Linked DNA regions of Macaca mulatta: region 2 is linked to region 1. Evidence: chromatin contacts called from public Hi-C data. All regions are on one chromosome and are shown on one strand. The core of a region is the stretch at or near the end of the contact, and the rest is flanking DNA. Distances in the headings are between cores, read along the strand shown. Region 1 overlaps AKR1B1 (aldo-keto reductase family 1 member B). Region 2 has its middle 58 kb from the start of AKR1B1.

Region 1 (6,507 bases), core at 3,395-5,894:
AGTATTTTCTTCTTGCCATGAAATACAATCCTAGGGGTAGGAAACAAAAACTGTGTGCTGCTCACTGATAAGTGTGTCAGGAGAATCCGTTCCTTTGTATGAGGATGGAGTGATGTTCCTGCGGAGAAAAAAGCCCCTCTCAGGGCATAGCTCTACCCTCTGGGGCACCACCTGCCAGCCTTGAGGGGCTGGATAGGTTTGCCTCTGTTGTCAATGTTTGATTATAATGATATTAACAATATCAACAATAATGGCTAGCATGTTTTGAGTGCTGTGTGCAAGGCCTTGGGACAGGGGGTTTTACATTCATTATCTCATGCAGTCTTCATGACCACGATGAGGTAGGCATTTTGTAGGATGAGGAAATGAAGGCTGATAGATTAAATGAATTAGAACTGCAATTAAGAGTCTATAGTCATAGAACTCTCGGCCACCATTCGGTGAATTATGGGCCAGGATCAGAACTGAACAGCTAGCATTTGTTAATATATGCTGATTTCAAAACTTGGGGGTTCTAATAGGCATTATAAGAAAAACTCTGCGTTTACTCACTTATTCATCAACTGACATTACTGAGAGTTTACTCTGTGCCTAGGTGGAATTCTAGAAACTGGATAGAAGGGTGTGGAAAACAGAAGCTGGCCCCTCAGGCTACACTGGGATTTGGAGCTGTAAGAGGACCTGAGGAGCCATCAGCTGCTTCCACTGCCTTCAAGGGACAGAAGGACTTGGTATAACCTAGGGGGCTGGATCCTAGAGAGCCGTGAATTCCCAGAACGCTCCTCCAGGGAAATCTTCCTGGGCTGAATCCAATACTGACTGTGCTCATCCTGGCTGGGCACCCTCCCAGGGTCCTGCCCATGAGCCCCGTGAGAAACCATGATAGACAGCAGCAAGGACATTGCACTATAGCAGTTTGTGCAATTTTATCAACATAAGGGACACAGTGTTGAGAAACCTTGTTCTTTGAAATCAGATCCTGAAAAATGATGGTTTGAAATCAAGTCTCTGGAGGCATTGTTCAGAGATTTTCCAATGCAGATCTTACTTGCCCATGTGATTTAATATTTAGTTCTGTCTTTTCATTGGTCTCATTATCTTAACAATTCTGCTCTTTGGAACATTATTTTGGTAAAATCTCAGTTTCATGAATGTATGTTGTACCCCCAACTTCACCAGAGGCAAAGGTCCCCAGAGATGAGGCCAGAACCATTGTTCTAACACTGCCACTGACTTTGCTCTCTGAAGGGTGACTTCATTCATCGTGACGAGTCCACCAGAGTCCTGAGGCTGGGCTGGAGTTTGTCCAGGAAGGTGTAGCGGTTTTGATTCCACAAGGGGAAGGAAGAATGGAGCTCTCCACTGGTGAATGAAGCAGCACCTGTTTTGATCCACAGACCTTCTTGCATCCATCTGCTCCTTGGATGAATTGTTAGTGGAATGAAGCTGGTCCCACTGAGCTCCACAGCCTCGCCTTCTGTTCCCTAAGCCACACTTTTCAGCATACAAGCAACAGGCCTTACCTGAGCCCGAGTCGCTGACTGCTGAAAATACGATTGCAGCTTCAAAATGCAGAACCAGCTGTTCTCCCTGTCATTTGTGGCATGACTTAATTCGCTTCCTCCTCCTCCACTGCAGGCAAGGCTCCTAAGGCACAGTCCTCAGAAAAATTCTGAGGGTTCTGTTGGAAAGTAGGGAGGGGAGGCAGCTTGCCTTTTATCTTGTTTATGCTCTTGGGCTGAGTCTCAAATTGTCATGCTATAATGGTCTATCCTAGGCAGAGATCTAGACGGCAGGTAACAGATTTAAACACTTACCAGTGACTACCTTATTTTTCCAAAGAGTGTTGAAGCCAACTGGGGACCAGTGGGGATCAGGTCAGATGATTTGATGTAACTGTTGTAACAAAACTAAAATCTACTCATCATCATGGTGACATAAGAGGCCTGCAGTTTAACTCGGGATAAGGTGTGACCTGCACACTCTGACAGGGGAACCTGGACCACTGTAATCAGCAGATGCCATGAGGGTCCCAGGCCCAAGGCTGCCAGGTAGTGAGGGCAGCCTGTGCAGTGGGGCTCTGGGTTCTCCACTGGGCTCAACCCCAGCTGCAGAAGGGCGAGGTGTGCCCTTCCATCCCTGGGTGAGGGCCAGGAACCACCACTGCCCAATTAACTATACCTTTAGAGGTACATCCTAAACACAGATCACCTGTAAAGCAGTTAATGTGACTTGATCATGGGGGTCCTAATTATCCAATAAACAAGGCCAGCCACAAAACAACCTAACTTGATGAAGTTTCAAGTCGGCACTTGTCTATTCCATTCCTTTCTTGGCCTTTGTCAAACTTAACTCTGGATAAAGAAACAGTAACAAAAACAACAGCATTCTGCCGCAAAGCCTTTACTTTTGCAGCCCTATTTCATCCTTATCCAATCGGAAGCTATTTATTTATGCTTGTCTTTCCTCTCGTCTAGACAACAGGCTTCAGGAAAGCAGTTTCTCTCAGGTTGTGATGCTTAGTAAACACCGACTTCGGCCTTCACACAGAGAAGGAGCAACCAAGGAATCTGTGGAATCGAACATGGGCTTACCCTAAAGCTGTGGCTCAGCCTTGGCTGCACACTGGAATCACCTGGAGAGCTGTACACTCCTGCTGTCCTGGCCATAGCCCAGACAATCAGATCAGCCTCCAGGGCGAGGTCCAGACATCACCAGCCTTAAACCCCCCGAAGGTGACCCGGTGTGCAGCCAGGATGAAACCCACGGCCCTAAAGCTAAATGGGTAAAGTACTGGGGTGGGGGCCCCCAACTTGTAGATGAGGACTTGTAGAAAAGCCAAGTCCTCACTCCTTTTGCATCACTGACGGGCCTGCTTTACGGGTTATCTGGAAAGTGATGGTTGAAAGTGAGTAGAAGGTTGCTATTGTTTTAAAAAACCAAAGCTCACAAAACCAAGCGCACAAAAGCACTTTTTATTTGAGGCAAAGAGAAGTCTTGCTGAAAGGATTACAGTTCCAAGCAGTCAAAACTCAACTGTTAGTAGCACTATTTTGACCTGGTAGATTTTGCTTCTCTTTGGTCAGAAAAGAGTATTCAGGTTGTACTTTCCCCAGCGGGGCAAAAAGAAGGGCAAAGCAAACTAGAAGAGACTTCTACTCTACTGACAGGGCTCTTCAGATCCAACATCAAGCTAGACACGCCCTCGCTGGCCACTCTACAGGTTGCTGTCCCGCTGCTGAGTGACAGAGGCCATACTACATTTTCAAGAAAAAAAAATGAGGCAGGAAACACAGGTATAGGTCACTTAGGGATGAGCAGGCATCCACAGCTTCAAAACTCCTCATGGAAGGGGTAATCCTTGTGGGAGGCACAGCTGTCAGGAGAAAGGAGAAAACAGTTGCTTTTTGAAGAGGTGATTTTGACTATACCCAACTCCCAACAGAGAAACGATGTGTCTCATTGAAGAAAGAAAACAGAACCTCAGAGGCAACAAGCTAGTTCTGAATCTGCAGATCACGGTTCTGCAGCTGGGGGAAGCAACTCACCCTGCAGACCCCTCTACCACTACTGTCACCAAGCAGCACACGTGTGAGGGACACCCCCTCCCCATGTGCCCAGCACTGCAGACCCCTCTACCACTACTGTCACCAAGCGGCACACGTGTGACGGACGCCCCTCCCCATGTGCCCAGCACTGTGCCTGGGCCATGCAGGATGGCAACACGATTTCTGCCTCCTAGTAACTCAGTCTAGTTGGCAGGACCAGACAGCATCTTGTGGTCTTAAACAATAAGAGGGTGTAATAATATCAGAAGGTAGGCCAGGCACAGTGGCTCACGCCTATAATTCCAGGCCGAAGCGAGAGGATCACTTGAGGCTAGGGGTTTGGGACTAGCCCGGGCAACATAGCAAGATTTCCATCTTAACAAAAAAATTTTAAAAATTAACCAGGCATGGTGGTGCACGCCTACAGCCCCAGCTACTTGGGAGGCTAAGGGGGGAGGATCGCTTGAGTCCAGGAGGTCAAGGCTGCAGTGAGCTGTGATCATGCCATTACATTCCAGCCTGCGTGACAGAGTAAGAGCCCATCTCAAAAAAAAAAAAAAAAAAAAAAAAGGGATGTTGAAACTCTGTATGTGACTGAATCTCTAAGGATAAGAGAAGCAACGGCAAGTGCTCTGAGGATGGAGGGAGCCTCCTTGTATCAGTGGGGGCTGAAGTGAGCACAATCAACGGTTGGAGATTTTATACTGGAAACAGGGCAGGGAGCACAGGTGCAGACGTCTTTGCCAAAGCTCACCCACTGTCCATCTAGTAAGGCCAATGGCTGTGCTGGGAACATAAAGGCAGGAACACTGGACAGATGGTTGAGCAAGGCATGCAAGGCCAGAGTTATGTAATCTGAGCTGGGTGCTTAGAGTCTGTAACTCTTATTCAAAACCATTCAAAAGTTCTCCATGGCCTGCCTTTTTTGTGTACCCAAGGAGAGTGACACTGACATCAGCAGGTCAGGCTCAGTAAAGCAGTATCTGCCAGAGGGGTGGCATGTGTATAGAGAAAACTCCCTGGGAGACCTGGGCATGTCAGGGCTAGTCTCTTCCTCCCACTCACCACCACACAACAGGATAATCGAACAGAAGTTTCTAGAACAATACTGGAGGGCAGAGGAGTCTAACTGTAAAGGGAGCAATGAGAAAACCACTGTGGTTCCTCAGCCCTAAGAGCTTCAATCCACTGTCTCAAGTGGGAGAGGAAAAGGAAGACGGATGAACGGGAGATTCTGAAAGGAGAACGAAAGTAGCTTGGTGACTGATTTATTCCTCTCCTCCTTGTCCACTAGATCCAAAAATGATTTCAATGTCTAAGGCTAAGTAGCATTAACAAAGACGTCTGAAAGGGTGCTGGCCTGGGGCTGCCTGTGACATGCTCTGTTTGTGGCCTGTTTTGAGTGTGAGGCCACAGTGTGGCAGCAGCAGGCTCTCCAGACACACGCATGCCTGAAGCAGGGCAAAGTTATTGTCCACGATGCAGGCTGGGCACACATCTGCCTGGGGCAGTGGCTGAAGCCACCAGCAGTGCAAACTCCGGGGAGGGAGAGGGGACAGACTGGAAAGGGAAAGCTGGTGGCCCACCCCATCTTAGGGAATGTTCAAATTTTGCTTAGAAGAGGAAGTACTAAAGGAGAGTGTGTGGAAACAGCTCAAATGAGAATAAGGGTAGTGAAAGAGAAACAGGGTCTTAGTCTCCACTGCAAAATGAGCAGTTCCTTCTTGAAAAGCAGGAAGTGACTTACACGCGTCACCTAGTTATTGTAATGGTAGGAAAAGAGAAAACCCCCAGAAAACCTTCCTAGGCAGCTCCTTCCAAACTACCACGCAGAGGAAACAGAACCAGAGGATGTATGGCTGGAGGGACGGAGGTGCCTGCTGCTCAGAGGGAGGGCCTGTTTTGGAGCCACGTGGCTTACCAGGGTCAGAGCTGGGACTGTCTCAAACCCCAGCCCCAGGGGCTTCCGACCAAACCCCTTTCATTAGGGTCATTAAGACAAAAAGTCACAGGCAAATTCTTCCAGAGTTTGATCCAGGGTCACCTGGGATCACCTGGTTTCAGATGAACCACTAGGATTTTAAAATTAAATGCCAAAATATGTAGTTACTTCAGGCCAGGCCAACAATGCCCCGTGGTTAGAAGAAGATATCAGGAGCGGATCTCTTGGCATCTTGGCTTCATGCAGTTCAGCTAATGTAAGGTCATGTGGCAGAGAAAGCAAGGTAATGTGCAAAGCAAGAACAGCTGTGACAGGAGCGCATGGGCGCTGAGGCCTGCAGGGATCACTCTTCTGCTCTGCAGTATCTGAGGATCTCCTGGGAACTGCTCCTCACGCTGGGGCTCACTCACCTCAACAAGGCACAGACCCTCCAGTTCCTGTTGTAGCTGAGTAAGGTGGTCATATCCTGGTTGCTCAGTTCAAAGTCAAAGACCTAAAAAACAAACAAAAAAAATCCAGTAAGCTCTGCAAATAAAAACAAAAGACGAAATACTGTGCAGGACCCAGATGTCTTCCATGGCTTTGAGCAGAGATGATAAACTGAACTTAGAAAAAGCTGATTATATTACTATTCAGGAAATGTGCATGTTGGGCTAGATAATATATGGAACGATGAAAACAGTCCTTCCTTTCCAGAACCTCCCAGGGAAATGATACATTTTATTTCATTTCAAAAAACACTACTGAGCACTTCTATTGTGATACGCTGCAGTGAGGAGTAGAATCATGGGTAAGATGTGTCTTTGCCTCTACTGATGAAGCAAACAAAGGGCAGAGGTATTTCTACAGCTGTGCCACAAATAACTAATCACACACTGTGTAAGGCACTCAACAGAGCACAGGAAGGGCAGAGGTATTCCAAATGCATTCCAGCTGGGGAACTGAACCACCACAGCCGAAGAGGAGGTGGTATTTGACATGGCCTAAGAAGCATAAGGTTCTGACAGGAAAGGCAAG
Region 2 (5,732 bases), core at 1,758-4,257, 73 kb after region 1:
GCTTGGTCCACCTCTGCACCTGGGCTTGAGTTCCAGATTATGTTCTAAATGGATTTTAATTTTTGATGCCCATGTAGAGTTCGTTAAACCTTGTTCCCTTTCTCCGGAAAGCATGATCTCAGGGCAAGTTTTGTGACTTTCCTGGAAAGCCTGGGACATAGGTATGTGCTGCCCTCTGCTGGTTGTAGTCTGACATGCACACAATCCACCGCAGCTCTGGATTTGATATTGGATGGGGTTTCCCGATCACACCTGAAATTGTCAAGGCAGTTCTAGGCCAGGAAAGGGAATGGATTCACTCCTTTAATCTTGTAGGTTTGCTCTGTAACAAATCTTTATTTTGTTTTTTTGTCGTTGTTGTTTTTTGTTTTGTTTTGTTTTGTTTTGAGATGGAGTATCGCTCTGTTGTCCAGGCTGGAGGGCAGTGGCGAGATCTTGGCTCACTGCAACCTCTGCCTCCGTAATTCAAGCAATTTTCCCTGCCTCAGCCTCCTGAGTAGCTGGGATTATAGGCACCTGCCACCACGCCCAGCTAATTTTTGTATTTTTAGTAGAGATGAGGTTTCACCATGTTGGCCAGGCTGGTCTCGAACTCCTGACCTCGAGTGATCCACCCGCTTCGCCCTCCCAAAAGTGCTGGGGTTAGAGGTGTGAGCCGCCATGCCCGGCCTTGCAACAGACCTTTAGATACACACCTTTTCTGAGCTTCACCACAGTGGTGAGAACTTGTGAGCAATGGGTCTAGGGTGAATTGATCTAACGCAAAGGTCTAACACATCTTCAAACGATGTGTTAGATCTGTTAGGGCACTCGCAATCATCTAGTATTGGGTGTTTCAGAAATACTTTGAAAGTTTTTTTCGCCAAAGAGAAAAGAAATAATATGTATGCTGAAAAAGCATTTCACATTATTCTGGTATGCCATCCCTTTTCTCTGCTGAGAACCACCACAGTATCATTTTACATATGAAGAAACTGAGGCTCCAAGCGGCTAATCAATAGGTCACATTGATAGCAGAAAAGCTGCCACTAGGACCTAAGTCCTGGCACATGCTGCCTCCCTGGGATTCCCAGGTCACTTCCAATGCTGCCTCGCTCTGTGTGAGATGGTGATGACACTCCTTCAAGACCAGAATGGGTGACTCTCCAGAGCTTTACAACCCTCTCCTGCCCAGTAAGTCAACTTGGCAAAAGTAGCTTCTCTGGTCAGAAGGAGAAGAAAGAGGTGACAGCAGGGAAGACTACACCAATTATTTTTAATAGAAGTTCTGTAGGAATAGACCCAATTGTGGCTCTTTCCAGGCCTAGTTTGACAAGGATGATGCTGGTATATATATACAGCTCCCGAGAGACCCTAGAACTGGGAATTTAAGCCCAGTTCTTCTAAAAGAAGATCACTATGGAAGATAGGGATAAATGAGATGGTGAGTAGTGCCACCTCCATCCCCTTAGTAAGTAATAAAACAATATCCTTCCAGGTTCCATCTTAAAACAGACAGGGACTCCAGTTGTGACCTTAATACAGCAGGTTTCTTTACATAACCTAGTTAGTAGAGATTCATCAGCAGACCACTAGGGGGAGTGTGGTCTGATTATGGGGAAAAGCGCCAAGAAGAAAGCAAAAAACAACATGGCTACAAGTAGCCACCAGGAAAAGAGGGTGGAGAGTGATAGATAGATAGGGGGAAAAAATCTAAGCCGACAATTCTGCCTCTCTGTTCTTTACTGCCTGCCCTCCTCTGAAACAATTTTACATCTTCTTCAACACCTTCAAGTTCAGCTGAGGATTTCTTTGCATATTTCAAGATGTCAGACCCATCATGAAAATAGACAAGTGCCACCTACTCCTCCGACTGTCAATTCCACCACTTCCTTCCGTCCTCTGCTGTTCTATACACAAAAGAAGTTTTCCTCCTGTTACAGAAGGAGGCATGACCGTGGTCCTACCCAGGACTTTCTAAGGGATGGGGGAACAAGAATAGGTTCAGTGCATCTATTCTCAGATGCTCATGGAGTCTAAGCTGGTGCCTCTTATAACCTGCTGGTCATATAGACATATTCTTGCCATATAATCAGCCCCAGGGCCAGACTTCTCTGGCGAGAGGGGGGCGGGTCTTGCCCATGCCAGGTGCAAGTCATGCATCTCATCCGGGAGTTACATTTCTGATTTCAGTTAGACAGTTCAGGTGATTTCCAGGCCTGCCAGAAAGAACCCTAATAGTACAATCCACCCTAGACCCATGGTCAGCCTTTTTACAACAAAACAATTACTCTTAGTTTGACAGCAATGTCAAACTCTGCCTCTCTCCTCCACTTTATAAGGACCCATCTGATTACATTGGGCCCACCTCAATAATCTGGGATAATCCCCTCATCTCAAAGTCAGCAGATTGGCAGGCTTAATTCCATCTGCAACCTTAATTCTCCTTTGCCCTGTAACCTAATATGTTCACAGGTTCTGGGGATTAGGGCATGAACATCTTTGTGGCGGTGGCATTATTTTGTCTACCACACCCTGTGTTATTTCTCTTAAGAGTATAAACTTCACTTTGAGAGGCCAAGGTGGGTGGATCATGAGGTCAGGAGATCTAGACCATCCTAGCTAACATAGTGAAACCCCGTCTCTACTAAAAATACAAAAAATTAGCCTGGCGTCATGGCGGGAGCCTGTAGTCCCAGCTACTTGGGAGGCTGAGGCAGGAGAATGCTGTGAACCCGGGAGGCGGAGCTTGCAGTGAGCCGAGATCATGTCACTGCACTCCAGTCTGGGCGACAGAGTGAGACTCTGTCTCAAAAAAAAAAAAAAAAAAAAAGTGTAAACTTGAGGCTATATCTCTGTTATGTCTGGAGTACACAGGATTCAAAATGTTTGGAGTACAAGTCAAACTCCTTTCCTCTGGGTATATGGCTTTAACAAATATTGCTTCCCACGGAAAGAGGCTCTACAACAGGGCCCATCTATTCCCCATGGGAAACACTCTAATCTTTTCCAAATTTGTCAAATCACCATGAGTCACACTATAAAAAGAATGGTTTGCACTGAGTCATGGTGCTTAAGCCATGGAAGAACACGTTGGTAGGTTGCTTTCTCTAATTAAACATTTTCATTGACTGGGTGGCTTATAAGTCTTCCATAAGTATGTAACTTGAAATTCTGCTGTGAGATGCCCTGGTCATTGTGTCGGGGATACCTCAAACTCCGTTTGAATTAAGACATCTAATAACCCAGATGTGTTGGCATGCAGGCTCATTCCCATTTCTGGATTTGGGCATGTCATCTTAATAGCTGCTATAATTGTCAGTCCTGTACTGTCATGCCAGGTAACTTGCCATCTTTGTCCTTCATCCTGAAATAGGATGCTTCTAGTTTCTCTATTTATATTAGAAGGTCTGTTTCTTCAACAGTCTTTCCTTATTAAAAATGAATTCTGCCTGGTCAACGATTTCTAGCCCAGTTTGCAATCCTACCAAAGCTCTCTTTCTTTGGGTGGGCTGATGCTGTTTGAGCCACCAGACGCATTGTTGCCATTGATTACTCATTGCTTTAGTGCAATTTGGAAATAAAGTGGAGATCCAAAAATGTTGAATTCTTCAGGGTGAGGATGTATAAGTAGTAGTGACCCGTAGGTGAATTTTGGTTTGTATATATTGTAATGCTTCTCAGAACCATGCACGTCTAATTGCTGGCTTTTCATTCTCAGGAATGCAGGATCACCAAGTTGTATATCATTACTGTCTCTGTCAGTGATCCAAGTATTTTAATTGTGCCTTCACCTCTTCATGGATTTTCTTTTTCTACTCACAACAGCTTTTTTAAAAACATAATTTTATAACAGATGGAGCATTCAATGGATAATTTGTATCCCAATACCTTTCTTAAACCTTCACTAATCACAATTAATGGTCATGCAATGTTCATTCAAAAGATTATTGATCAGTGTTCTCTGAATTTGACAGGGGAAATATTCTGCTGCTTTCTAACATAAGTCCTTAGTAGGCTCATTAGTTTGACTTTGAAGCAGCTCACGTCTTGGTTTTTTAAAAAAGGAGGAGTTCTCAGCAGACAGAGTTCTCCCTCTCAAGGGGAATCTGGATCAAAACTTATGAGAAAATATTATTCTCTTGCTCTAGCCTCTGCAAGGCACCAAATTGCAGGTAGATACCACAATCATTTGTTGACTTTTTTCTCTCAATGACAATCTTACCTTTCTTTCATTTATCATTAATTTTCATCAAAACATTTTCCCACAAATGAGGTCCCTGTCTTCAGTCACTGGACAATTCCTGTTGTTGGTAGCAGTGTGGGACATGCCAGGGCTTCCCTTTACATTCATTTGCAATCACTGAGGGTCAGACTAAATAAGTACGGAGAAGAGGGCCATCTTTTCCACTAAGCAACAAAACAATTGCAATAGCCCCACTTTAGTGAGGTGTAAAAAAAGAATAATCCTTTTTGGTAATTCACACAAGGATAATTGTATCAATCCCTAGGGAATTCTTGCAATTAGGTTCTATTTTATAGGTATAGTCTCTTGTTTTGGAGTATTACATGCCTGTGGGACCCTTTGCTGTATGAATAGCTCTGGTTCAGGGACTAGCAGGTTTGACATTCAACAAAGGAATTGTGGTGAAGAAAGGAAGAGTTGGCTTCGAGTTTCTGTATTGTCTCCTATTTCCTAATCCATCACAAAAGTGTAGCAATTTATCTAATGGAAACTTGCCTTTAAATATTCTCATGTCAGCTTGCAAAACATATCGCTGAAGATTGTAGACCAGCTTTTCAATCCTTTTGAAAGCAGATGCTTTAGTTGTTCATTCGAACTTTCTATAAACCTATTAACTTGATAGTGATAAGAAATACAATAAATTCATTGAATGTGATGCTTCTTGGGCCCTTGTTGTACTGTGTGGGTAGTGAAATGTTTGCTTTAATTTGATGAAATATAACTAGGTGGGCAAAACTGATGTAGAATGCTTTTTTGTTGTTGTTAGTGTTCTTTTTTAAAATTGTAGGTCCTAAGGGAAAAGAGGCTACTTGCTGGTAAATAAAATGTATCCCTCCTGTGCTTTGCCTGATAACATGTTCCTGTATGTATCATTTCCCTTTCAAGATGGAACTTCTTTGAGCTTTGCACTCCTGTTGGAGTGCTTTGCTTTTCTTCTCTTCTCTCTTCTCTCTTCTTCCTTTCCTTTCATTTCCTTTCTCCTTTCCTTTTCTTTGTCCCAGGTCAGACTCTTGCACTGTCACCTTGGCTGGAGTGTAATGGCATGATCTCAGCTCACTGCAACCTTTCCGCCTCCCACCTTCAAGTGATTCTCCTGCCTCAGCCTCCCATGTAGTTGGGATTACAGGCGCCCGCCACCATGTCCGGATAATTTTTTGAATTTTAGTAGAGACGGGGTTTCACTACGTTGGTCAGGCTGGTCTCAAACTCCTGACCCCGTGATCTACCCACCTCAGCCTCCCAAAGTGCTGGGATAACAGGCGTGAGCTACCACGCCCGGCCAGATTGCTTTTCTGACGTCACCCATGGCATGATGGGTATTTCCAGTCTTTATGTTCTTCAGTTATTTGGGTTATCTCAATGCCCAGTAACAAACAAGTAACTGTTTTCCAGGAGTACAGCAGAGAGCAGCATTTGGTAATGCTCTAGTCCCCCAGTTCAAAGTTGGAGAGTAGCAGTCATGGACTTCCGCTGGAGAGTTCACACAGCTTGAATATGGGGAGCCAAT

What was found. A called contact is a pair of places that touch in the nucleus more often than the background predicts.
Region 2: a Hi-C map of cortical neurons shows a contact between it and region 1, with 8 times the contacts expected there. The contact joins two enhancer-like sites. A contact is called at or near these places in 9 of 14 Hi-C or Micro-C datasets (CD4 T cells, blood, cortical neurons and 5 more).

Annotation. Positions count from the first base shown.
Region 1 is chr3:174,130,772-174,137,278 of T2T-MMU8v2.0, forward strand. AKR1B1 (aldo-keto reductase family 1 member B) reads right to left here. Exons shown (of 10, transcript NM_001265861.1): 9 at 5,901-5,983; 10 at 2,962-3,376. The coding sequence ends at 3,334. Among named protein-coding and RNA genes, the nearest start is that of AKR1B1, 16 kb to the right of the region's middle. Within about 2 kb of position 4,645, at least 14 of the 40 cell types and tissues checked have an H3K27ac peak or open chromatin away from gene starts, as enhancers often do.
Region 2 is chr3:174,205,719-174,211,450 of T2T-MMU8v2.0, forward strand. It overlaps a transcript of AKR1B1 not described here. Among named protein-coding and RNA genes, the nearest start is that of AKR1B1, 58 kb to the left of the region's middle. Within about 2 kb of position 3,008, at least 3 of the 40 cell types and tissues checked have an H3K27ac peak or open chromatin away from gene starts, as enhancers often do.